Linked DNA regions of Zea mays: all the other regions are linked to region 1. The links are chromatin contacts, called in public Hi-C maps. All regions are on one chromosome and are shown on one strand. The core of a region is the stretch at or near the end of the contact, and the rest is flanking DNA. Distances in the headings are between cores, read along the strand shown.

Region 1 (4,072 bases), core at 1,352-3,851:
CTCGTATGCAATTACAACATCTGCCCAGTTTGAAATACTATCTGCAGGCAGATACATGTTGCATATGCATCAACACCTCAGATTAAATCAATGCCTACAAACTTCTCTAGAATGCCAATAAAAAAGTTTCTTAAGATGAAGAAAGTTTCACCTGCAAAAGCCTTCATCTGCCTAAAACATACATCAAAAGTTTTGCCTGCTTCCCTCTCTTCCAGCAGCTCTCCTATGCAGGCAATAACCTTAACATTTTGGCTCAATGCATATGCAGCCTTCTTTCCAATAAACTGCATTTGAACAACTTGTTATATTGTAATCAGAAACTGTGATTCTCCAAGTTTCAAACCAGTAGCACATGCGCATAAAATAATCACCTCATCATTTTCACCAATAATATGTCTACGCTCAGAGTGTCCAAGAATAACCCATTGACAGCCGATGTCCACCAGTTGTTCGGCACTGTAATTTTAAGGGAAAGATAAAACTCTATTAGCAAAACCAGAAGTGAAGAAAAAGCTCCCAATCCCTCGTTAACTATTATACAAAGTCCATCCAGTAAAACCAACAGACTGGATTTTATAACCGCTTTACAGATAGTTGCAATCTCTATGTATATAGTTAGCAAAGAAAAGGGTGCTCAGTGTCCAGTGTACCCAACCTGATCTCTCCGGTGTAGGCTCCTCCTTTTCCAATCCACACATTCTGAGCAGAAACCTCAATGCGACCAGTTAGTGAATTCTTAACCTGATCAATATAGATAAATGGAGGTGCCACCACAACATCTGCAGATTTGCATAATGCCACACATTAGTTTTGATTGCTTTATTCTGCAAGAAACAAGCAGCAAAGTGGCATATAATTTCTTAGATAATTCCCTCTACTGTTGTGTTTCAAACCCAAAATATTAAGTCCTGATTATAATTTGGATCCCATGATTAGAATCCCATCTAAACTGCCATAGAACAAATTGCTCCTATAACTGCATTTGCAGAACCTGAGATAGACATTTTGTATTCAACAGAAGAGCCTGCTAGAAACATGGAAGAAGTGTTTCCATGCTAGATGGTACTCATACAGGATACAGGTAGATCCTATGCTCTACTTTCTTACAGTTACATAAAAAGCGTTCAGGAAAGTCATTAGCAAATCTAAGCAAACATTTTCCCAACAGTATTTTTTTCTATGAGCCAACTATCCAAACACTGAATTAGCGACGGATGCACACTTTAGCAGATAGCCTTGTACAGAACACAAAGAAAATAAGTGATATATTAGTAAATGCAAATACACAGTAAGGTATACATATCAAAACATTTACGGGAACCTATGTGCAACAGGAAAACATAAGAATACCAATCAGATGCATGCACCAAATGTTAATATCATAGAAAGAGGAAGATTAGGATATGTGAAGATGAAACAAATGAGCTTACCTACATCAGTTTCAAGGGTAGCAGCATTCAATTCAGAGACAAGTTTGCTAATGGAGTCCTTTGTTCCATTCTGAAGAAGAGGGAAAAGAAACAGACATCAACACCACAAATTCTAAGATGAGTAACTAAATACACCAAGGGACATAACTTAATGTTGCTAGCAAGAGCTCCTGAAGTGAAGAAGCTCCGTATATGAAATAGGATGTTTGTTCAAAGCAAATAAGCCATGTTCGCTGATCCAAAGATGAAGCCCAAAAATGAATTTACAAAGTTGAAGCTTGAGTTTTGGCTGATGAATCTTGCAGACCCATTACTAATAGACAACCACAACTCAAAAGTTCACAACATGCATCATTTTGCATTGCCTCCTTCGGCCAGGCCTCTCAAAGCTTAGCAAACAGGGTCAAGAAAACACCAAGGCCTCTCTATACTCAGGAGGCAAGAACTGGCAGCATTCCCTGGCATCTCTCAGCTAAAAGTTTTCTAAAAGGTGAAAGATACAACAGCAACTTTATTACCACCCTTTCGGGGGAGAAAACACTTTTATATACCAAACAAAACGGCTTTGGCTGTCAGGCCAAGCTGGGAAGCAGACAAGCGATTCTATTTGTAGAAGTGGCCATGGACAGAGTAAACCACGATGTATATATGGATGACGACAAAATCTCGTCCCGTTCCCGTTGAAATGCCCAATGCGGCAGCAGCCAAAAGATCATACAGTTACATAGCATCTCCAGGATCATCAGTTCTAGACCCCAAGGCGCGTAAAGCTGGAGAGGCAGAACAAGCACTTACGCACTTCCAGTTGCCTCCGACGAAGAACTGCAAAGGAGAGTCAAGCGGGAGCATGAGCGCAGAAATCACAGGGGCAGATTAAAGACGGCTGGTTAAAGAACGGCGGCGGCGGCGCACCTTGCCGGATCCAGCCATGGCAACGATGCGCCCGGCGCGGCGGCGGGAGCAGCCGATGCGAAGCTGATGTGGGACGGCGGGAGTGGACACCGCCGCGATTGGGGAGAGGTGGGAGGACGCGAGGGATGACGGCGCCGCGGCCATTCTAGTGTCGCTGCTGCGGTTGGTAGGGCAGACGCCAGGTTCGGGGGCGGGGTAGGCGAGGGACTAGAAGCCGTCCTCGTTCGCGAGGTGGGATGATGCGGGCAAGGGGCAACCGCAACCACCGGACACGGGCAGGGGCGGGGTAGGGAAGGTAGAATTTTTTTATTTTAAATAAAACATCATTTTAAAATCAATCTCATTTTTTTCTATTTCTCCTTTTAGTCTCGCGCCAATATATGGTATGTCTAATAGCACTCTAACAATGTCTTAAATTGGTGCCTCAAATTAAAATATAGATCTTTATACAAAAAAAAACTACTTTAACATTGCATCATTTCATAAAATTTAGTTAAAAATTATAAGTCACTCTCTTAAATGCCTTAAATATACTACATGATACCCTATAATCTAGATTTGATGCGTTACTGTTGGAGTGGAATGTTTTTGTTGATGTTCTAAATTATATAAAATATACTCATTTTTAAATTATAGGTCATTTTTGTAAGTCACGTTGTTAAAGATGGGACATGTTTGTTTCTCTCATAGATTATATAAGGTTTTGTTCGGTTATTCCCATTATACATGGATTGAATGTAATTGGAAGAAATTTAGAAGAACTTTAACTTGTTTAAGATTTAAACTCATCTAATCACACTCAATCCACCTGGATTGAGAGCTAACCGAACAAGGCCTAAGTTGAATTATAATGTAATGCTAAAAGAGTAAAATATCACTTTGAGATCACAATTAAACTAAAATAAGCTACTAATACTAGCTTATTTCAGTTTATTTATGATTATAAAGTGATATTTTACTCTCTTACTTTTGCTTACTCTTGCACTATAATTCAATTTATAATTTGCCATCATAGATAATACTTTATGAAATACATCCATTTGGCGCTGCAGTAGCGCCACGCTAATCGGATAAGCACGATAAAGTTTAACCTTAGAAAAATAGTATTCTTTCCGTTCTAAAATATAATTCGTTTAACATACATTTATTAATTAACCTATAAATTATTTATCATCATTTATTCAAATGTGGATAGGTTGATAGGAAAAAACAGGGCTTAGAAAAAACTATTTTGAAATGAAGAGAGTATTCTTTCGTATGATCTCGAGCCAAAATGGTTTTTATACAAAAGTTATAAGCATAAGATTATAAAGTGTTATACTCTCAATAAAATATATAATTTGTTAATTTTATTTTTTATTCAAGTTAATTAAGACGCTAAAAATAATACAAAATATCAATAGTATATCATCCCATCTAAATTTGTTGTGTTAAAAATCATATCTTTTGCTGTAAAATAAAAAATATTTTAAAATAAAAGTTATATTTCTTAATGAGGTATATAATTTTATACTTTAAATTTTTTTATTAAAGGTTATTAGAATTCTAAAGTAATAATATAAATTTTTGACATTATATTAATCGTGCATAAATGCTTGCTCTTATAAAAAAATTATCTTCTTATACGATGTTAGATAAAGATGCTCTTTATACCAAGAGACAGACATGTAACGTTGCATCAAGTTGTATCTTCCCTAGATAAACTGAAGAGATGCATAATAAGTCCTAAA
Region 2 (3,592 bases), core at 613-3,112, 130 kb after region 1:
GGGAATCTTTGTAAAGGCTACGTAGTGAATCCCTGGCCATTCACCTCGGTAGTGAAGATCGGGTCTGTACAACACAGACTGGGAAGGGATCACGATTCATGGGTAAAGTGTGCAACCTCTGCAGAGTGTTAGAAACTAGTATATCAGCCGTGCTCACGGTTATGAGCAGCCTTGAGAGCTCCTTTTATTAGAGTTACTCTGAATCTTTTTATGATGATGCTTAATGATGATGATAATATCTATGGCATGGTATTTCCTCTTGGAATGAGTGTCATTTGGGTGATGACTTGGGATTATTGATAAAACTTGGTTTTTCTACTGGTAATAAATATCTTTGCTGAGTACGTTGATGTGTACTTTAGCCAAACATACATCTAGTCCACTTTAGCCAAACAGGACATTTGCTGAGTACGTTGATGTGTACTCACCCTTGCTTTAAAACACCAAAAACCTAGGTTGTCCACATTGCAACCAGTGCTCAGGAGAAGATGAAGGCAATGTGGAGGACTTTCAGGAGTTTCAGGACTTCGATGAGTTCTAGATTAGTTTAGTGGCAAACCCTAGTCAGCTGCCTATGAAGGCCTTATCTTACTGTGTTTCATTCAGCACTTTGATTATGACTTAAGTTAATGACTCTGTGGATGTCTTGGACATCTTGATACAATAAAGTATTTATTTGCGCTATTATTTTGAGCAATGTGTGATGATTTTCAACTATGTAATCACTATGTACGTGAATTTCTTATCCTGGCACGTACATGGTTCACATTCGGTTTACCTTATAAAATGAGGTGTGACACCAACCCAAGTCCCCGCCAAGCAAGTCTGAGAGACGGAGTGGCCGACCAAGTCCTCGTCGAGCAAGTCTGCGAGGCAGAGTTGCCTTGCTCGACAAAGCTGCCGACCAAGTCCTCGCCGAGCAAGTCGGCGAGGCGGAGCGACCGACCGACCAAACCCTCGCCGAGCAAGCCACGAGACAGACCCGAATCTTGTGGTACGCCCACACCAGCTGCGACAAGACACATCATCATCCAGCCACATATGGATGTGCGCGCACTGTACATGATGAGCGCTAGGGGATCATCACCGGCACACTTGTATGTCCCCAAGAATGGTTGAGGCATGCCCCCGTTGCCCGTAGAGTCGATGAGCCTCAGTCATAGGAGATCTCAACAAAGGAGTCTCAACAATGACCCACATATTAAAAAAGATAGACAACACGCCATGTTGAGCGATTTTATTAGCTTCCACTCAACGACTTTTTTTTACAACTGATAGCATACAACAACATTTTTTCACGGTCCATAAACCACTGTAGTTTTTTCCACATTAACAACCCAACCAAATTGACCTCAAGCCGCAATCAAGTTGGCTCTGAGGCTCTGCGTCATTCGGGTAGGGATGATAATAGATCTTGATCCAAATGCTCATTCACAATTTGATAGGACCCTAAATTACTTCTAGTTTAAAAATGAACATAAATAGATCTAAATGCTCCTTCACAATTTGATAGGACTCTATATTACTTCTAGTTTAAAAATAAACATAAATAGAGTCCGGCCCTAATCAGATTTTATCTTTAACTTTTATAGTCTAAGGATTTTTAGTCCCTACATTTTATTCTATTTTAGTCTATAGATTACTAAATATAGAAACTAAAATAAACATCCCTACATTTAGTTTCAATATTTGGTAATTTTGGAACTAAAATTGAATAAAATGAAGGGACTAAATATTAGTCCTTAGAAACTAAACACCCCCTAAGATGCAGAGTCCACTGTCACCCCTACATTTAGGGTCCAGTTTAAACCGAAACCACACTGCTAATCGGCCATTAGTTTAGACAAAGCGCAAGACCAACCAGTAACCACTCCGTGGCCTCCCGGGAAAGGGGCTTAACTCGAGTCGCTAATCCTTTTCCTTGTATCTCCCCGTCTCCATCCTCGCTCGCCGCCATGGAAGGTTCGAAGGGGAGTGGAGGTGGTGGGGCCGGTGCCGGGTCCGAAAAGCCAAGCGCCGAGTCGAACCCTAGTCTGAATCTGCCGCCACCTACCGCAGCGGATGTCGAAGCCACGGATGACGGTGGCGCCACGGCCGCGGCCGCGGCAGCTGCCGAGGCGGCCAGGCGGCCGTTCACTGCCCTCAGCCAGGAGGAGGCTGACCTCGCCCTAGCCCGCGTCCTGCAGGAGCAGGTAAGCGACGACGAGATCTCGCGGCCTCGGGGCTGCTCATAGGGTTGTTGCCTCCTCCGATTAACCCGTGCTTCGGATCGTTGCAGGAGCGGGCGTACATGTTGCTCCGGATGAACGGGAGCGGTGGCGAGGGCAGCGACTACGGGAGCTCTGATGCAGGGAGCTACGAGTACGACGAAGAGGGAGATGACTACGAAGAGGAACTGGAGCACCACCTCCGCGTCCACCACCACGAACACCCCTCGGGCGATGGTGATGGAGAGGGAGAGGGCGAGGGCGCCGAGGGGAGCGATTACGACGAAGAGTACGAGGAGGACGAAGAAGGGGAGCCGGAAGTAGATCCCGCGGAGTTTGAGAACGATGAGGCTTATGCGCGTGCGCTGCAGGATGCTGAGGAGCTTGAGGTCGCCGCGCGGCTTATGGCTCTCGCTGGTCTCAGCGATTGTGAGCACATACTATTCATTGCCCCAATTCTAGTTCAGTTTACAATTTAGTTGGTTGCTGGTGTAATTTTGGCTTTCCTGTGCAGGGCGAACTGTGGATGTGGAGCATGAGGAGGATCATGTGAATGACCCACAGGTTGTGATTCATCTCATTGTTGATGAATTTTACCTTTGGTGGCTTGGTGCTAGGGAAGATCACTTGAGTTTGCAATTAATGGTCTCATAAGAAACAAAATGCCATATCCCGCTCTTTGTTAATTTCTGTTCATGCAAACTAGTGGAGTTGTTCTTTGATCAATGCAACATGTATGATGTTTCACAACAGTGAGCATGATTTGTGCCATAGTTTATTGATTCATCTAAAATAATTTAGCTTGTTAGTTATTGATACCATAATACTTTCCTTAGATAGATTGTTGATGATATTTCCTACCTGGAACACATCTGCTCCTTTTCTTTCTAAATTTATGCATTTGGAATTTTGATTGTACAGATTTTAGGGGTCTTTTTATATTTTTTAATGAAGGGATTATCAGTTACTCATTTATATGTTAGTTAATTATATTTCTCACTTAAAATGAAATGTTGTTGCAGTGAGTGGCAACTTAAATGTTGATTGTAAATAAAACCACACTAGACTACTGCCACTTTGGAAGTGGTTTTGGAGACACGTGTAATCTTTATATCTCGCCCATTTAAAGAGCTGTCTATATGTGCATGACTTTCCTTCATGTTGTTTTTGTTCTATCAAAGATTAGTATGGATTCATTGCTGTTAGATTGCATTTATTTCTGCTTGTTTGGCTTCAACTATAAATGATATAAACAGAGTTTTTCTCGCACTTAGATTTGTAGTTCAGGATCTAAATAAAGAGCCATATCTACTTGGATAGTTTGATGTTTTAGTTATGATTAGGTTTTCCTTTACTAATCTTGAACCATCTGCCATTCTAGTAAT
Region 3 (3,672 bases), core at 124-2,623, 220 kb after region 1:
CTTCGGACAATGAGCCAAAATAGTTAATCTGGCTGTATATAATACAGTGCTATAACCGTGTAAAACACTATTCTTTTCGTTGTAAATTACAATTTGTTTGAACGACTCGTCTTGTTCAAATTTTTAGAAAAAATGAAAATTCAAAGTCATATTTAAAATATATTATATGCTAAACATATCACAACAAAAAATAACAATAATTATGAATTTTTTGAATAAGATGAACCAGTTAAACTTAGGATAAAAAATTCAAACGAATTATAAATTTGAACCAAGGGAGTATTTTGCACTCCGAATGTTTTTTTTATATGTGTAGGCCCTGTTTGGAAAATCCGGTGAAGTTGATGAAACAGTTCATTAGAAGCTTTAGAAAATCACAACGCTGAAGCCATAAGTTTTTAGAAGACATTTAGAGAACCGTTTTGTTTTTCTATTTAGATAAAATAATAAGTTTTAAAACCGTTTAGATTTATATTATAGTACACCATTGCTTCACGTTGAAGCTGGAACCCATAGCAGTACCGTCTCCTAGATGCGTATCATTGAACACGAGTAATTTCTTTAACATTTCGAAAGTGTTTTGTATACACACATGTGCACCTAACATTAAATGGGATTGTTTCGCCTGGATGGCTAATACTAAATGCTTACATATAATACTGGCAGTTCATTAGCTGTAACCACTCAACGTGCTACCTAACATTTCGGAAACCAAAGCGGCATGAACAGAAAGGTAGGTGCATTTAAAGTTTGCGATATACTCCTACTCCATAAAGTTTGCGATATACTTACATTGAATACATGAAGTCAAATGGAAACTTGGTATCAGAAACGATTGATAGGGAAAAAAACAGATTTGGTGAATGCAGCCGGATCTGAAGCGTTGCAGTATTCCCTGATTCACCCGGGCCACGCGTCAGGACAGGAGGGGCTCCATCCACCGATCCACGTGGTAACAGTCAGCCCGGCACGTCGCCCGCTAGCTAGGCAGAGTGGCAGGGCAGGCAGACAACTATAGCCAGCAGCCAGCCAGGCAAAGGCCAAAGGCAGCCAACCACCCTCCGATTCCATTTCCATCCCTCGGTGCTGCATTTGACTTGACCCCGCAGAGAGAGAGAGAAGCCGCAAAGCCGACGCGAATGTAGCGCAGAGACAACGCGACGGCCGTTGCTGCCGTCCCGTCCCGTGCTCTGCGCGGCCTGCCGCCAGCTCAGGCACGCGCGCGCGCGGCGCGCCCAACCCGGCCCTCGCCCAAAAAAACCAAGAACCATGCCAAATTAACTCGCTGCCACCACCGCCCCCCGTTCACCTCCTCTTCCTCCTCCAGTTCTCCCCCAATTCCCACCCTGCGGAGGAGGCAGGGAGGAAGGTCGGATCGAGCAGCCCGCCTGCTGCGGGATTGGGGACAGGGCCTGGCGCCTGGGGCCGGCCGCCATTAGGTTGCTTGACCGCGCCGCCGCGGCGAGGGGCCAGCGTCGTCGGGCGGGACGGGATGGACGACCTCAAGCAGATCCTGGCGCGCCCGATCCAGCTCGCCGAGCAGGTAATAAAGTGGTCCGACGAGGCCTACACGTTCCGGCAGGAGTGCATGGAGCTCAAGGCCAAGGTGGAGCGCCTCGCCGGCCTCCTCCGCCAGGCCGCGCGCGCCGACCTCTACGAGCGCCCGGCGCGCCGCATCTTCGACGACACCGAGAAGGCGCTCGACAAGGCGCTGGCCCTCGTCGACAAGTGCCGCGCCCACGGCCTCGTCCGCCGCGTCTTCACCATCATCCCCGCGGGCTCCTTCAAGAAGATGACCAACCAGCTCGACAACTCCGTCGGCGACCTCTCCTGGCTCCTCCGCGTCTCCTCGTCGGCCGGCGACGACGACGACGACCTCGACGCCCACATCGGACTCCCGCCCATCGCGCAGAACGAGCCCATCCTCTTCCTCATCTGGGAGCAGATCGCCGTGCTCTACACCGGCAACCTCGACGCCCGCGCCGACGCCGCCGCCAGCCTCGTCTCGCTCGCGCGCGACAATGACAGGTACTGCAAGCTCATCATAGAGGAGGACGGCGTGCCGCCGCTGCTCAAGCTCGTCAAGGAGCCGCACCTCGAGGGGCAGGAGAACTGCGCGCTCGCCATCGGCCTGCTGGGCCGCGACCCGGAGTGCGTCGAGCAGATGGTCCAGGCCGGGGTGTGCCTCGCCTTCGCCAAGGTGCTCAAGGAGGGACCCATGAAGGTGCAGGCCATGCTGGCCTGGGCCGTCTCGGAGCTCGCCGCCAACCACCCCAAGTGCCAGGACGCCTTCGCGCAGCACAACGTCATCCGGCTGCTCGTCGGCCACCTCGCTTTCGAGACGGTGCAGGAGCACTCCAAGTACGCCGTCACGTCCAAGATGTCGATACACTCCGTGCTGATGGACAGAAAGAACAACGCCGCCTCTGCGGTTCAGCCGGACTTGCTGGATGCAGGGGAGCACGCCGGCATGAGGTATCCGACTGGACACGTTCCCCAGGGCAAGAACGAGATCCACAGTCTGGTGCAGTCCACCATGGCTGCGAAGCCTAACGGAGGCAGTGGTAAGCACAGCAACATATCATCCACTAGTAACGCTGGTGTCGCGGCAACGAAGCAGCACAACGCGTCACTGTCAGGAACGAGTACAAGGGGCAGGGAGTTCGAGGACCCTGAGACGAAGGCATACATGAAAGCTAACGCAGCCAAGGCGCTGTGGCAGCTTGCCAAGGGAAACGCCGCTATCTGTAAGAACATCACGGAGTCAAGGGCTCTGCTCTGCTTCGCCGTTCTCCTCGAGAAAGGTGAAGGTGACGTGCAGTATAATTCCGCAATGGCTCTCATGGAGATCTGCTGCGTGGCCGAGCAGAATTCCGACCTCCGACGATCGGCGTTCAAACCAACTTCTCCGGCTGCCCGGGCTGTTGTTGACCAGTTCCTACGTGTCGTTGAGAAGGCCGAGTACGACGATCTCCTGATTCCCTGCATTATCTCGCTGGGTTGCTTGTCCAGAACCTTCCGTGCTACAGAGACCCGGATCATCGGGCCACTGGTGAAGCTTCTTGATGAGAGGGAAGCAGATGTCTCTCGGGAGGCAGCGATTGCACTGACCAAGTTTGCGTGCACGGATAATTACCTGCACGTTGACCACACTAAAGCGATCATCAGTGCAGGCGGAGCGAAGCACCTGGTTCAGCTCGTGTATTTCAGCGAGCAGGTGGTTCAGATCGCATCACTCACCCTTGCATGCTACATCGCACACAATGTCCCGGACAGCGAGGAGTTGGCACAGGCGGAAATCCTCACGGTGCTCGAATGGGCTTCCAAGCAAGCTTACATGGTGCAAGACCCAGTAATAGACAACTTGTTGCCAGAAGCAAAGATCAGATTGGAGCTGTATCAATCCAGAGGCGCAAAAGGCTATTATTAGATTACCTGCTGTGGGAAGGGAATTTTAAGGCGTTCTTCTTGGATCGGCCAAGTACTGTATATACATCCAACGGCTTCTATGTATACTCTGGCTAAACCTTTTTTTATTCCCGGCATGGCAAAAGTTGTTGAAGTTACACACCTCTGGTTGGGTTCTTGATATAGGGAAGTAAGTTTTATTTGTAGGCTTGGATGTTCAGAACTCCAATTTCTCTTGTTGGTGGTATAGTTTTTGGAAGATTA

The links. Hi-C and Micro-C count contacts between places; a contact is called where the count stands out from the background.
Region 2: a Hi-C map of leaf shows a contact between it and region 1, with 4 times the contacts expected there. The contact joins the promoter of LOC100282919 here to the promoter of LOC100193000 in region 1. A contact is called at or near these places in 5 of 25 Hi-C or Micro-C datasets (bundle sheath, ear, leaf and 1 more) and 1 of 3 datasets of contacts at active chromatin or transcription factors (seedling).
Region 3: a Hi-C map of ear shows a contact between it and region 1, with 2.7 times the contacts expected there. The contact joins the promoter of LOC100383135 here to the promoter of LOC100193000 in region 1. A contact is called at or near these places in 4 of 25 Hi-C or Micro-C datasets (bundle sheath, ear, root tip and 1 more).

The regions. Positions count from the first base shown.
Region 1 is chr2:202,354,125-202,358,196 of Zm-B73-REFERENCE-NAM-5.0, forward strand. LOC100193000 reads right to left here and starts at 2,602. Exons shown (of 9, transcript NM_001138170.2): 1 at 2,343-2,602; 2 at 2,226-2,252; 3 at 1,431-1,500; 4 at 656-779; 5 at 372-456; 6 at 152-284; 7 at 1-41. The coding sequence starts at 2,486.
Region 2 is chr2:202,489,821-202,493,412 of Zm-B73-REFERENCE-NAM-5.0, forward strand. It overlaps LOC100282919, which reads left to right and starts at 1,863. Exons shown (of 7, transcript NM_001155824.1): 1 at 1,863-2,192; 2 at 2,279-2,636; 3 at 2,722-2,771. The coding sequence starts at 1,956.
Region 3 is chr2:202,579,990-202,583,661 of Zm-B73-REFERENCE-NAM-5.0, forward strand. It overlaps LOC100383135 (ARO1-like protein 2), which reads left to right and starts at 1,374. Exons shown (of 1, transcript NM_001175801.2): 1 at 1,374-3,672. The coding sequence starts at 1,493. The coding sequence ends at 3,430.